2 separate regions of the Bombyx mori genome follow, and region 2 is linked to region 1. The links are chromatin contacts, called in public Hi-C maps. All regions are on one chromosome and are shown on one strand. The core of a region is the stretch at or near the end of the contact, and the rest is flanking DNA. Distances in the headings are between cores, read along the strand shown.

Region 1 (6,319 bases), core at 2,852-5,351:
TAGTACTTAATAAAAATGCGTATTATAGTTATTTAAAAAAACATTCTTAGACTTTCCATAGCTAAATTAGGCTCATACATATATGTACCTATGTAGTTATTTATTCCACCTTTTAAGCCCGTACTATAACTGGAGCATGATACAATGATACAATGACGTCAATTCTCTGCATCTCATTTCCTTTACACACATTTGGTTTACAAATTGAATAGATATGACTGACCTTTACAATTGAATCAGATTCTTATAAAAAGGCGATCTTGAGTATAAGTGTCAAGGAGTTACTTTACAGTTGAGCTATTGCAATTCGTTTGAATTTTTTTACGGCATTACCATTGTTAAAGTCAAAGTAACCTAAACATTTTACTCTTTTAATAAACTACGTGTGTTTATGCATATAAAATAAACTAGTCAGTTTCTTTTTTAAAGTTGCAATTAAAAAAAAAAGAAATTGTTCTCGTCAAACGTACTGACATTCCTGAGGGCTACAATTACTCATCGACATTTACATTACATGAAATATACGTTGCTGTTTCACCTTCACGATAAATGAATCTCAGTTGTTAGATACCGTACATAAATACCGGCAATTTTGTATTGAATTTTTTTTTAAATAGCAATGGCCTCGAGTACCTATTTTACGCGGGATTAACTTGTTTACGAGTGCGAGTATGAAGATTTCATGAAATCTTATAAAATGTTTGGCACCGGAATCCAGAGCATGCTGACAAACTGCAAACTTAAGCTCATGACGTCTCCAATGTGTTCCTAAACTCAATCGATAAAGGTCTCTTAGTCCATATCAGGGTCCATAGTCACGGTCCAGTTCCCAGACACAACGATACTGCTACGGTTTGTAACATTTGATGAATTTTAATTTAGTTGCTGGGTTTTTTACGTTTTTTATAACATACATATTTCAAGTAAAAATGAAGGAAGTTGTCAATTCGGCGCGACTTTTTTCTTGCGGTCAAACCAGGTCAAACCACTGAAGTATGAAACCTATGGGTCGAAAGAGTCTTGACGTCTCTAGTGATGGGTCTAATTAGGACACAAAATCAACCGAGTGATGTTTTAGTCGATCGATTTGAAGCCGAAGGGTATGGTCTGAATTTGATCTGCTGTCTCTTTATCAGAATACGCCAATTTGGCATCTCGAGCTATTTATTATTACCCCGACTTCATGACTTCTGATGGGCGACAGAGTTTTAAAGTTTAAATAATTAGATAGAATATTTAGTTTTACCATAAAGATGTAGTGGTACAAGGAAAACATCGTTCTATTTTTGAAAAATATACTGCTGCTGTGTGCGATAGTTTATACATTAATATAATGAGCATTTAAAATAAGAACTTCATGGAAAATAATATCTGTTGACCTCAATACAATCCTTGCAGCGCATTCAATTATCGATTGGAAAATGCATTACCAATTTTATGCAATTTTTTCGGCAATGTCCAAATTAATAGGCAGCCTAAAGCAACATACCATATTGTATGAAAAATATAAAATAAAACATAAAAGATAAATATCACAAGAATATTCAGCAAAGATTTCCACGAAAATGAGAATGAGAAAGAACGTAGAGAATATTCATAATTGACAGATTCAATTCAAATGTAATGTTGTTTTGCTTGAGTTTTTTCAAAATATCTGATTATACATATTTATTTAAAAGCCACCAGAATATGAAAGAACCTTGCTTCACTATTGAATTCGTTTAAGCTAGTGAAAATATTTTTTTTTATTAGAAACGGGGAAGATCTTTATAATCTAATGGTGGGAAAAACGAAACTTACTTACTTATTGACTTACATACCTATATACTTGTTGACTCTTATTTTGTCAACAAATCAACCCCAACGAGAACTAGTAAAATAAGGAATTGATGTTTAAAATTAGATTAACTAGTTATAACTAGAGAAATTAGTTTGTTTCATTGCTAACTATAAATTAATTAAAATATGTGATGCATTATAGTTTAATATTTTGAAATAGATTCATTGTATATCATTATTAGTACATATATATAAAAATTTAAAAAAGCGGGTATCTGATTTTTTATCTACGTATGAAATCGATAAATTCAGACTGATTAAAATACGAAAATCTACGAAATCGGAAACACGCGCTGTTAGAACAAAATGATAGCATGAGTGACATGAGGTGGGTAAACAGTAGCAGTAGTCACTGGCCTTTATCCACAAGCAACAATTTATGTAAGGTTCGCTTATCACGGTGCCGACGAGGTGACGCCGAATGCCTCTAGAAAGCGATTTCAAGAACAGTTACGCAATCTTCTTCGGCGAGTCAGTTCCATTTCATTACCATCATTTAAAAATCATGATTGTCTTGCGATCCATTATTGCATGACGTTGCATTCGAATGGTGATACTTTATATTTAATGCAAACGACAACTCGTGGGTCAATTACAATTTGTAAAATAAGGAACAATCTCAACATAAACACGTGTAAGTAATTTGACACAAATGATGTGTTAATCAGTTTTATTTTGCTCGCTTAAGAACGCAAGCACTTTTCGGGGCATAGTCACGCTCCTGTCTGCTGTTGAACACTATTTTCAACAATAATAGTTTTAAAAAACTAAAAAAATACGCTTTTATAGAAAATCTAACTAGAAAATAGAAAATAAATTTGAATTAAAAATAGTGTAAGAAAAAATGATTTTATGGTAAAAAAAGCTTTTTCTATTTTTTACTTGGATTTTCTATAAAAGCGTATTTTGTTAGTTTTTTAAACTATTATTTATTTTTCATTTTTTAGTTGAATTTCACTTTTTTTATTTTTTTTAATATTGATTTGTCATCGGTCCTTAATAAGTATACCAAATTTCGAGTTAATCCGACGTTGTGAAGGGGGTCAAAATCATGTTCAAAGATTCCGTTACATACTAACATACATACGTCTGAAGCTAATAAAAGCGTATTAAAACCATCTGAAGGTAAGCCACAACACAGTTCGTCATCATTGTCACGAATCATTCGGTTCTGGAATTAGCTCCACGGTGTTTCCTAAATATAATAATATCATCTACAACAAAAATGAAATTTACAAAAAAACTTTGGTATGCGCCAGAATTTATTGCCGATTATAAGAACTTACCACCAGATGGGTTGTATGCTCTTTTTTATATAAATAGGTGAACGAACCACGGCTCAAGATGTGCAATAAAAATCATAGTTAAAGTACTTTTATACTGGTTATCATCTAATATTAGACACGCTTTAAAATGTACAACTTGTGATAAATTCAGTCATGTGTATTATTTTATAATCCACCGGTTTAATAATATTCTTCTTCCTAGTCAGTATCGCTCTAGACTGAATGGTCGTGGTCATCACTTCAGGTGTTGGTGGTAAGCTTCACAACATACCGCCATTCCTCTCTGGCGGCCGCCCCCTTCGTGCATTCAGCAGAAATGGAGTTGCCTTTTTCTTCCAAAGAATCTAAGGATTGTAATGGAGTACGAATCTGTTAGCGACAGGATAATACGAATATTACAAAGCACTTAATTAATAACCACCACATTAGATCAATTTTTAATGTTTTCAACAGAAAATGGCATTTCTGCTCTGCAACTGTCGGGCAGAGAAGAAAGTGGTTTCTCAACAATAGTTTCCTGACCTCAAGAGTTTCCTGACCTTTAGATTGATTTCGTTCACAGCTTCTACGTCTTGTCTAATATACTTGATGTCATATAGGTGTAGTTAGAGGATAGGTTTGAGAGGATAGTTCGCAGTCACCTTTATAAGTAAGCACTATTCAATTCACGATTCGTATTTGTTAAGTTTCACGCTGACACTCTTCTAAGCTATTACTCTTTAAGAATTATTTATAATTAGTGAAGACTCAAAGAATGAGTCGTCTATCGAGTAGCATACTACCACGAGTGTGATGTCAACACTATTTTGTATTACAAGACAAGCCGTGAAACGTATTAAAAAAAATCTGTTTACCATCATACATTTTTGTCAAGTGATACAACGCGGCCATCAAATTTTAGGAGTTTAGGCCGTCCCTTTTTTTCAACAACATGGTATCGCTGCACCGCTTTCGGTGGCGTCTGTGCTTGTCTGCGTGTGACTCACATATCGTTGATTGGTCCATCCGGCTCTCTCTGTGAGATATCTCGATTCTAACAAGCCATATGTTTTATGTTGTTTTTTTTATCTTATTGTTTTATGACTTTACTCTCAGCTGTCATTTGTAGCAACTGTATTATCTAACGTTCAAACGAAGCGACTTTAAAATTTAGGTCACTTAATTTGTTTAATTAAATTAGTTACATCATAACAAAGAATTTAGATTATTGGATCTATTTAAAGCTGCGGCTAACGTTCCCGGTATACTTGATGTCCATGAGCCACGCTGACTACTTACTATCAGGTGCACAATCTGCTAGGCAGCTTGCAGTGGCATTTCTTAAGCAAGTGATGTCCTTGGTATCTCTGGAATTCTTGCCCGGTTCAGACCGCCCTTTATTTTCTTTAGGTCTACTTTTGACAGGAATGAAATTCTAGATGCGTAACGTGGGCTTATAACGTGTCACTGTTAACTTGTTACCATAATATTGGCATTGATAATCGCATCGGTCATTGTTTGTCAAACTTGCAATCTAATAAAAATAAAAGCAATATTATGTATGTAAATCTTGGAATATTTCGTAACATTTTTACTTCATTCAATTCAAAATTGTTCGTGACACTGAATTCTAACCATGCATTTTTGTGAGTATTGCATTCTTTTTTTTGTAATTGTAAAGATTTGGAAACTTACATTTCTATAACCACTCCAGTTAGTGGTTGCGTGTAAAACTATTTGTACTCAATGTTTTAACAGATTAAATATAATTAAACTAGCGACCCGCCCTCGCTTCGCTTCGGAAACATTAAAACAAACATGAAACCAAAAAAAAAAAAAAAAAAAAGTAGCCTATGTTCATCAGGGACAATGTCGGCTTCTAATGGAAAAAGAATTTTTCAAATCGGTCCAGTAGTTTCGGAGCCTATTCGAAACAAACAAACAAACAAATCTTTCCTCTTTATAATATTAGTATAGATATTACTGGAATTTTGCCCCGGGTTCTATAATATTTTGCTATTCGCTAGTTTCTATTAATCTATCAAGCTTTAATATGCACAAGATATTGATTTCGACCTTTCAGAAGTCGCCGTCGGTATTGACGTAGTAGTATAAAGTATTATATATGCAAATAACTAAGATATTTAACAACAAATTCAATACAATAACGCGTTTAGGGTGCTGGTGGTGCTGCCCCGCTTTTGTAGCGCATCAGGGATGTTTGCAGACGCGCACATAGATTGTTTTTACGCTACCATGCGTAAGAGGTGTGCATCTCTGGTAAACAGAGTGAGGGCCAGCTCCAACAGTATCCTGAGCATGATCGCAAGCAGGCTGGACTGTATATACATGGGTCGCTGTGGTGCCATCTCCCATGGGATGTTACCACAGTAATTCATTGTGATGTAAATATAACTACTAACATAGGTCTAAGTCTTATTAACAATTTATATGAGTCATGGATACTTGAAATAAAAACATTATTATTATTATTATTATTATTATTACTTGGCACTTTGCAATTGTGTCGCAGGGCACACAAAGCAACGGTTTTCGTAGTCCGTATTGGACATCCCTTTTCTTGACATCGTATAAATTCGGTAATTCTCGGTACGGTTCGGAAAGTTCACCTGCGGCTATATTCAGACTCGCCAAGTTACGTCGGTCGTATTGTAATGAGCGATTTAGTGGGCAACTTCATTCTGTTAATTTTGTGTCACGGTGCGCGCGCATCGTAAAATTTGACTTTGATTAATTTTTCATAACGCGCCTAAAGAAGTATAACTTCAAAAACATGCTCATACAAAAAACTAACACCAAATTTGTGACTTTAGAAATTCATACTTACGTTCACGTGTTTGATTATATTTGAGGTGGTAAGATGTTGACCGGCTATTGCATAAAATCCATAGCTCCAAGAGTTATCCGGTTTTCCGTGCCTTTAACTTTTCTCTTGTTGGAGTAGGTGGTTTAGACGTGCTCACCGCCCACCTAATAACGAATAACAGGTACCCTACAGAATCATAGAGTTGAAACACAAAAGTGTTTCGTAGAGTGTATACACATAGTAGGTACCTAAGTTCTGAACTATTGGCGATGGACATTTTACAAACAATAAACAAAAAAAAGCGTAAACTATTTTTATAACAACTTTGGGAGTGTATTTACTTATAGGTCAGGTTATTTAACTAGGATTCATTTAAATAACGCCATGT
Region 2 (6,319 bases), core at 2,465-4,964, 40 kb after region 1:
GTAGTGTCATAATGGCTACATATTCGATCGCCTCAATCTGGCACTACGTCTACAGACGTGGACGTCTGTCGACGTAGTTTTGTGTTGAATACATGCTTGCCTGTTTTATAGCTAAACGACGTCGACAGACGTGAACGTTTCTCAACGTAGTGTCATATTGGCCACATATTTGACTGCTTAAACAAGCACTACGTCTACAGAAGTGGACGTCTGTAGACGTAGTTTCGTGTTGAATACATGTTTGCCACTCTTATTACAATACTACGTTCACAGACGTGAACGTTTCTCAACGTAGTGTCATATTGGCCACATATTGGACTGCCTAAAGCTGGCACTACGTTTTAAGACGTGGACGTCTGTCGACGTAGTTTCGAGTTGGTCATATGTTCGCCTGCCTAAGTGAGACACTACGTCGAAAAATATCTTATATTCTTGGGATCTTCTGAGGAAAGATAATAAAACACATAATATTTGTAAAATAATCAAATATTTTCAAATATTAAACCTCCTACAATAATTTGTGACTTATAAAATAATCGAAATTTCCCAACAAAAAACAAAAAAATATATTAATTATTATAACATCAAATGGTATGGTATTTTTCAATATCTGTACGATGAAAAACAGATATAGTCTGAAACTTATTCAAATACACGTAATAGATACATATTATATATAGGTATATATTTCTTACACAATAATTACAAATTATTTGGTATTGTAATTAGGAACATTCCAATGATTATATCATATGTTAAACGCTTAAATTATTATAAATTATAATATTTTAATACGCTATCGGAAGTTATAAATTAGGATCTTCTATAACAATCTTTGTACATAATAAATAATATACAAAGTTTGGACACTACGGCAACGCTACTAACAAACAATAAAAAGCCCTAATATAATTAACTCAATAAAAGAAAACAATATTAAACATATAAGTACCAAAGTAATAAAAAAATAGGTCAACATATCCTAGTAAATAATTATAAAAATAGGAACGTATAAAGTCTCAAAAAATTAAAGTAAATCTGCAAAATAAGGTTTTGAAGAGTCAGACTACGATTTATTGTTCTTGCTGTTCAAGAATTTGGTGATAATCCTGGAAACATTCAGGACATAATGGAGGAAGTCCTGGACAACCAATGCACCTGTAGCTAGTTTCGACCCTCTTCTTATTCTTGGAACACATTTTACACATCAGAAATGAGTATTTTTTCTTAGAATTTTCAGGTGCAGGTTGGCGTTTGGGCCAATGACCCCAAAATTTTCGTTCTTGATCTGCAAATATGTTCTTTTGGGGGTTATTGTGTTTTCTGCTATTGTGTTTTTTTAAATCTAATACTAAATCTTTACCCTTACAGTTTTCTTTCAAATCTATTAATTTTTTTATTAACTCCTCCCGATATGAAGATAACTCATATTTTGGGTTTTTCAGTACAAATTTCTTGTATAAGTAATAAGAATTCCATACAGCGGTATCCAAAAGATGAAAAAGTACTTTTTTGTACCAGCGTATAGTTTTCCTCGGCGAAGAATAGTAACTTATCATCTGGTCAGACCTATCTACACCGGACATGTATTTATTATATGTTGCTACTTCAATAGGCTTCTTAACTATTTTCCCAAACCTGTTTGTTGTTTCTATAATACGGGGGTGTTCTCTAGTGGTCAACATAATCACTGGTCGCTTATCAACCCATTTGCTAACATACACTTTATTTTTCCTTACCCAAACATGATCACCTTTTTTTAATTTTCTGTCCACTACTTCCTTTGGATTATCTTTTCTATTAACACGAAGAGTACCATTTGTATGGGTTTTCAAATCAAAAAGTTTCTGAGAAAGAGTGACCGAATTGTAGTAATTATCCATGAAGAGGTGATGTCCTTTCAATAAAAACGGTCTCATCAATCGCATTACCAACCGTTCAAGCTTCGTTACACCTCTCAATTGGGTATTCTCGTCTTTTCCGCTATACATTATTATATTAAGAACATAACCATCAGCCGTTGCCAAGACATAGAATTTAATCCCATATCTTGCTTTTTTGGACTTTATGTACTGCCGAAAGTGAAGTCGGCCTCGATACAATAGTAAAGATTCATCTAAACTAAGCTCTTTATCAGGTTTGTATATCTTTCTAAAATTCAATGTCAACAAATCAACAAATTTGTTAATCTTTTCTGCGCCTTTTGCATCCAGTTCTGAACAACATATACATCGAAGTATCTGTTCATATCGCCGCGAAGACATTGTATATGAGAACACAGGATGATAATATAGTGGATCATCATAAGTAAATAGTTTTTGTTGTTTAGGAGTGCGAATATGTCCATGTAATAACGAAAGTCCAAGAAACTTTTTCATCTCAACAGTCGTAGTATTTCGAAAATTTTGAGACCGGGAATATCGGGTTGACGGTTTGTTTGACTGACACAAAGCTGTACCATAATTATTAGTACACTGGACCAGGTACTCGAGTAACTCTTTTGGAAACACGTGATCGAAAATTTGTTCAATGCTAGTCTGAGAGGTAACGTCAAACTGAACGCCATATGACTCGACATCGAATTCAAAATCAGGTATTTCTTCTGTGCTATGTAACCACGGTATCTCCTCTGGTACAGGAGATCTTATCCGATTTTGCACTGGTTCTGAATCTATATCATTGTCATGTTGAGATATAAGAAGGGATGGTAAGTCGTCTACTGATTCGGAAATCGGTTCAGCATTTTCGATAGTTCTATCGTCCTGATCAGAATCTGAACTTCTAATTGAGATATCAGACTTACTTGAATCCGATGAAGCCACAGGGCCTCCAGATATAATTCGACGAGGTCTTATAGAAAATATTTCCTCTGATGAACTGGATGCACCAGTTTCTTCTATATTTTGTGGTTCATAGTTCGTGTCAGAACCATAATCACCGTCATTATCCTCGAAGGGATCTAAATCTGCTTCAGATGGCGAATTTGATGAAAAATCGTCGAACAAGCGTATTTTTGGACGTTTCTTTGAACTTTTTGCTGACATCTAAAATTAACAAATTGTTCAATTGGTAAATCAATCAACAACCTATAAAATTTCCAAGCTGGGCACAAGCTTTATCACATTAGAGGAGTAAATTAGCAACGGCTAATTACACGTAAGGTCATGAATTTTATTCTAATCCGACACTATAATAATACTACTTTGACCCAAGTATTTCAAGGAAAGTCTGTTATTTAGTAAATAAAAATACCTAAGTAAATACTAACATCACAAAATCTTATAAATACATAAACATAACGATGTTTCAATACAAATAAACACATAAAATATCATTTTTGCAAAATTTACTTACTGTTTGAGTGACGTAAACACGTGGTTGTTCACAAAATGGCACTGGCCGCACTGATTGATCGAGAAATTAGCGTGCGCTCACGCCGGTGGACGTAGTACTTATATACGAACTGTTTACGTGTGTGCGTGAGCAACTGAGACAGCAATATTAAACTACCCACAAAACAATCATGTTACGACAGTAAGAAATGTGAGATTGCTTACAATATGACAGTGAATGCTATTCTTCATATTGCTTCTATTAGAAGTTGTCGTCCGACGACGTACTGCCAATGCTCATAAAAGTTATTACCCCGTCCTTCGACGTACTGTTATACCGCAATATGTTAATTTCCCGTCTAACGACGTACTGTCAGCGAAAGTGTTAATACTTATAATAATTTATGTCTTAAAAAACATATGTATCATCTGATTTTTAACTTCTATTAAACAAAGAAAAACTTAGCTGAGTCAACTAAAGAATTTTTTTAATTGCTCAGACGGGTGGATTAGCTCTCGGTCCATTTGTTGTTACGTTGTTGACTTGTAGTTAACGGAGCTTATAAACATCAACAACATAAATGCCGCCATCCATCTTAAGACATGAATTCTATAGGACAATGGCTGCCTCACCCTTCAAACCGGAAATATTGTTTTTAATTATTTTATTTTTTCTTAGATGGGTGGACGAGCTCACTGCCCACCTGGTTTGAAGTGGTTACTGGAGCCCTTAGACATCTACAACGTAAATGCACCAACCACCTTGAGATATAAGTTCTAAGGTCTCAGTATAGCTACAGAAATTGTCAGGGTGGTGGCATCTACCCGTGCGAGCTCATAAAATGCCCTTCCACCAGTACGGAATGAAATCAGCGTTTTTATAGTGTTTTTATTTATTAAATATAAAAGGTATACAATTCTCGCTTAACTTAGCTTCCCAAACATTTGTATAAAGTATGAAATGTTTGTGATTTCCTTAAAGCCTTGGTTCAATCATAGGAGTGATAGCATCGTTAATGAGAATTGACCTCACAACGTCCGACCCAGATATTAGGCAATTAACACGTACCTACAATTTACCTGAAGATACCTCTGCTACAATTACAAATTCTCGAAATTTTGCATTAATCGCTGGTTAACCTAAATTATCTAAATTAATTCCTTTTATGTTTTTATTACACATGGTTTTTAAGATTTTTTTCTTTTAGACGTGTAGAGGGACTGAAAAGACGAACAGTTAGTATTAGCATCTCGTCTATTTCTGCGAAGTATTAGTGGATTCCGGTTCGAAGATTTAACAATGCAATAGATACTTAGAACTCATGTTAAATTGGACTCTTGTATCAACGTGGTTCGGAGTTCGACTAAAAGCCTACGATAATAGATGTTGATATTGAGTGAGGTTATAAAAAGGGAAAATACAAATGTAAGCACAAGAGGTAGGAAGATAAGTGACAAAAAAGTGTGGGCTATTTTCCAGTCCTATCCTATTTGCCAGTACCCTAGAAGAACTATGCTGACTTCGCCTGACTGGTGGGCTCAGCTTGAAACTGTTCGCTAGCATCTGTAGCAAGGGCAATACTTCACTGAATTTACCACCGGATCGGAATCGCCACCTACTTAAAAGGTTCGGCGAGAAAGTCAGTGGGTTGAGTCTATGGGTTAAGTTGCACGTCGTACTCACCAACCACGTGGAAAGAACTGAGAATTTATCCGGAAGGACATGTCTAGAACGACGACGGCTGTTTGTTACCCACTCATCTGGTTCGGTGATGTAACTTATGACAGCTATTATAAAAGAGTTATCGTACCGTACTGCTTCGTTAAAGAAGCGTTCTGACACTATCTTCAGATACTTACTAGTCGGTTCTAGATGTAAGTTGTCGAGAAGATGTATATTGCTCACAAACATACTTCCGACGGCTGTCCTACCAAAAAGGGGCTATATTCTTTGGAGGGTGTTTATGTGGGTGCGGGCCGTGTGAGTGAGCACTACACTTGCATAAGTCATGACTATAAATATGCAAGCTTTGTAGTGTTGAATTTTAAAACAGGCACAAAGAGTTGAAGATAAATTTCGTGTAGACCCGTAATGTAGGTGTCCATTGCCATATTTTCTGGCAGTCCGCCAGTCGGTGTCACAGAAGCACGTTTTATTGTTATTCACTTTATTAAACAGTTTTTCTCGAATGTCATCATATGTCTTAGGAAATACTATAATATATCATGGATTCCTCGTATTTTATTTCAAATATCACTTGTATTCAATTTCTGTATGTATAAAATCACAAAAAATAGGTCGGCCATTATGTAGACTATTTATACAGTCCGCGTTAGCGACGTCTTCCGCATTTTCAATATATTATTGGGTAAATTTATCTTATTTCACACATTCTAGACGCGCAGCTATATTTTCGATTCCGGTCGTTTGGAAATTTGAGATGGAAAATATTTTGCTCCTAAATTATTTATGCTAAAGCCTTATATTCATATAATGTATATATATAGGTATATTGTACCACGGATGACACATAAGGTTTTTGTGGGGAGTTTGTACATTTGCGGTAGGCAGCGGCTTGGCTCTGCCCCTGACATTGCTGAAGTCCATGGGCGACGGTAACCACTCACCACCAGGTGGGCCGTATGCTCGTCTGCCTACAAGGGCAATAAAAAAAAAATTAGAATTCTCTATGCAAAGCATTCCATATATTGTATGGTAAACATTTACACCATCATAACAATTTTATCCTCATGCCAAATATAAACCAAAAAGAAAAACTTACACAGAGATAAACAAAAAACTAAAGATTCTCACGTTTTTACTTTTGTTTCAGTCACTTTGACTGTGGTAACGACTTTTCAGCATGTAAGCTATACAAAGCTCATAATTAAATTCAAGTGGATACTGACAATAGTAGTTCATTAGGACAGTGAGAGCAAGGACACCTTAGCGCTCGAGTTCGCGACTCGTCAACACAGTATAGTTG

What was found. Hi-C and Micro-C count contacts between places; a contact is called where the count stands out from the background.
Region 2: a Hi-C map of midgut shows a contact between it and region 1, with 1.8 times the contacts expected there. The contact joins the promoter of LOC134198915 here to the enhancer-like site in region 1. A contact is called at or near these places in 2 of 7 Hi-C or Micro-C datasets (midgut and whole pupa).

The regions. Positions count from the first base shown.
Region 1 is chr5:8,978,615-8,984,933 of ASM3026992v2, forward strand. It overlaps LOC134198919 (a long non-coding RNA gene), which reads right to left. Exons shown (of 3, transcript XR_009973204.1): 2 at 5,953-6,095; 3 at 3,204-3,469. Among protein-coding and RNA genes, the nearest start is that of LOC134198919, 4.9 kb to the right of the region's middle. Within about 2 kb of position 4,102, at least 5 of the 8 cell types and tissues checked have open chromatin away from gene starts, as enhancers often do.
Region 2 is chr5:9,019,461-9,025,779 of ASM3026992v2, forward strand. It overlaps LOC134198915 (piggyBac transposable element-derived protein 4-like), which reads right to left and starts at 3,715. Exons shown (of 3, transcript XM_062668670.1): 1 at 3,355-3,715; 2 at 2,804-3,044; 3 at 471-1,288. The coding sequence starts at 3,044. The coding sequence ends at 1,074.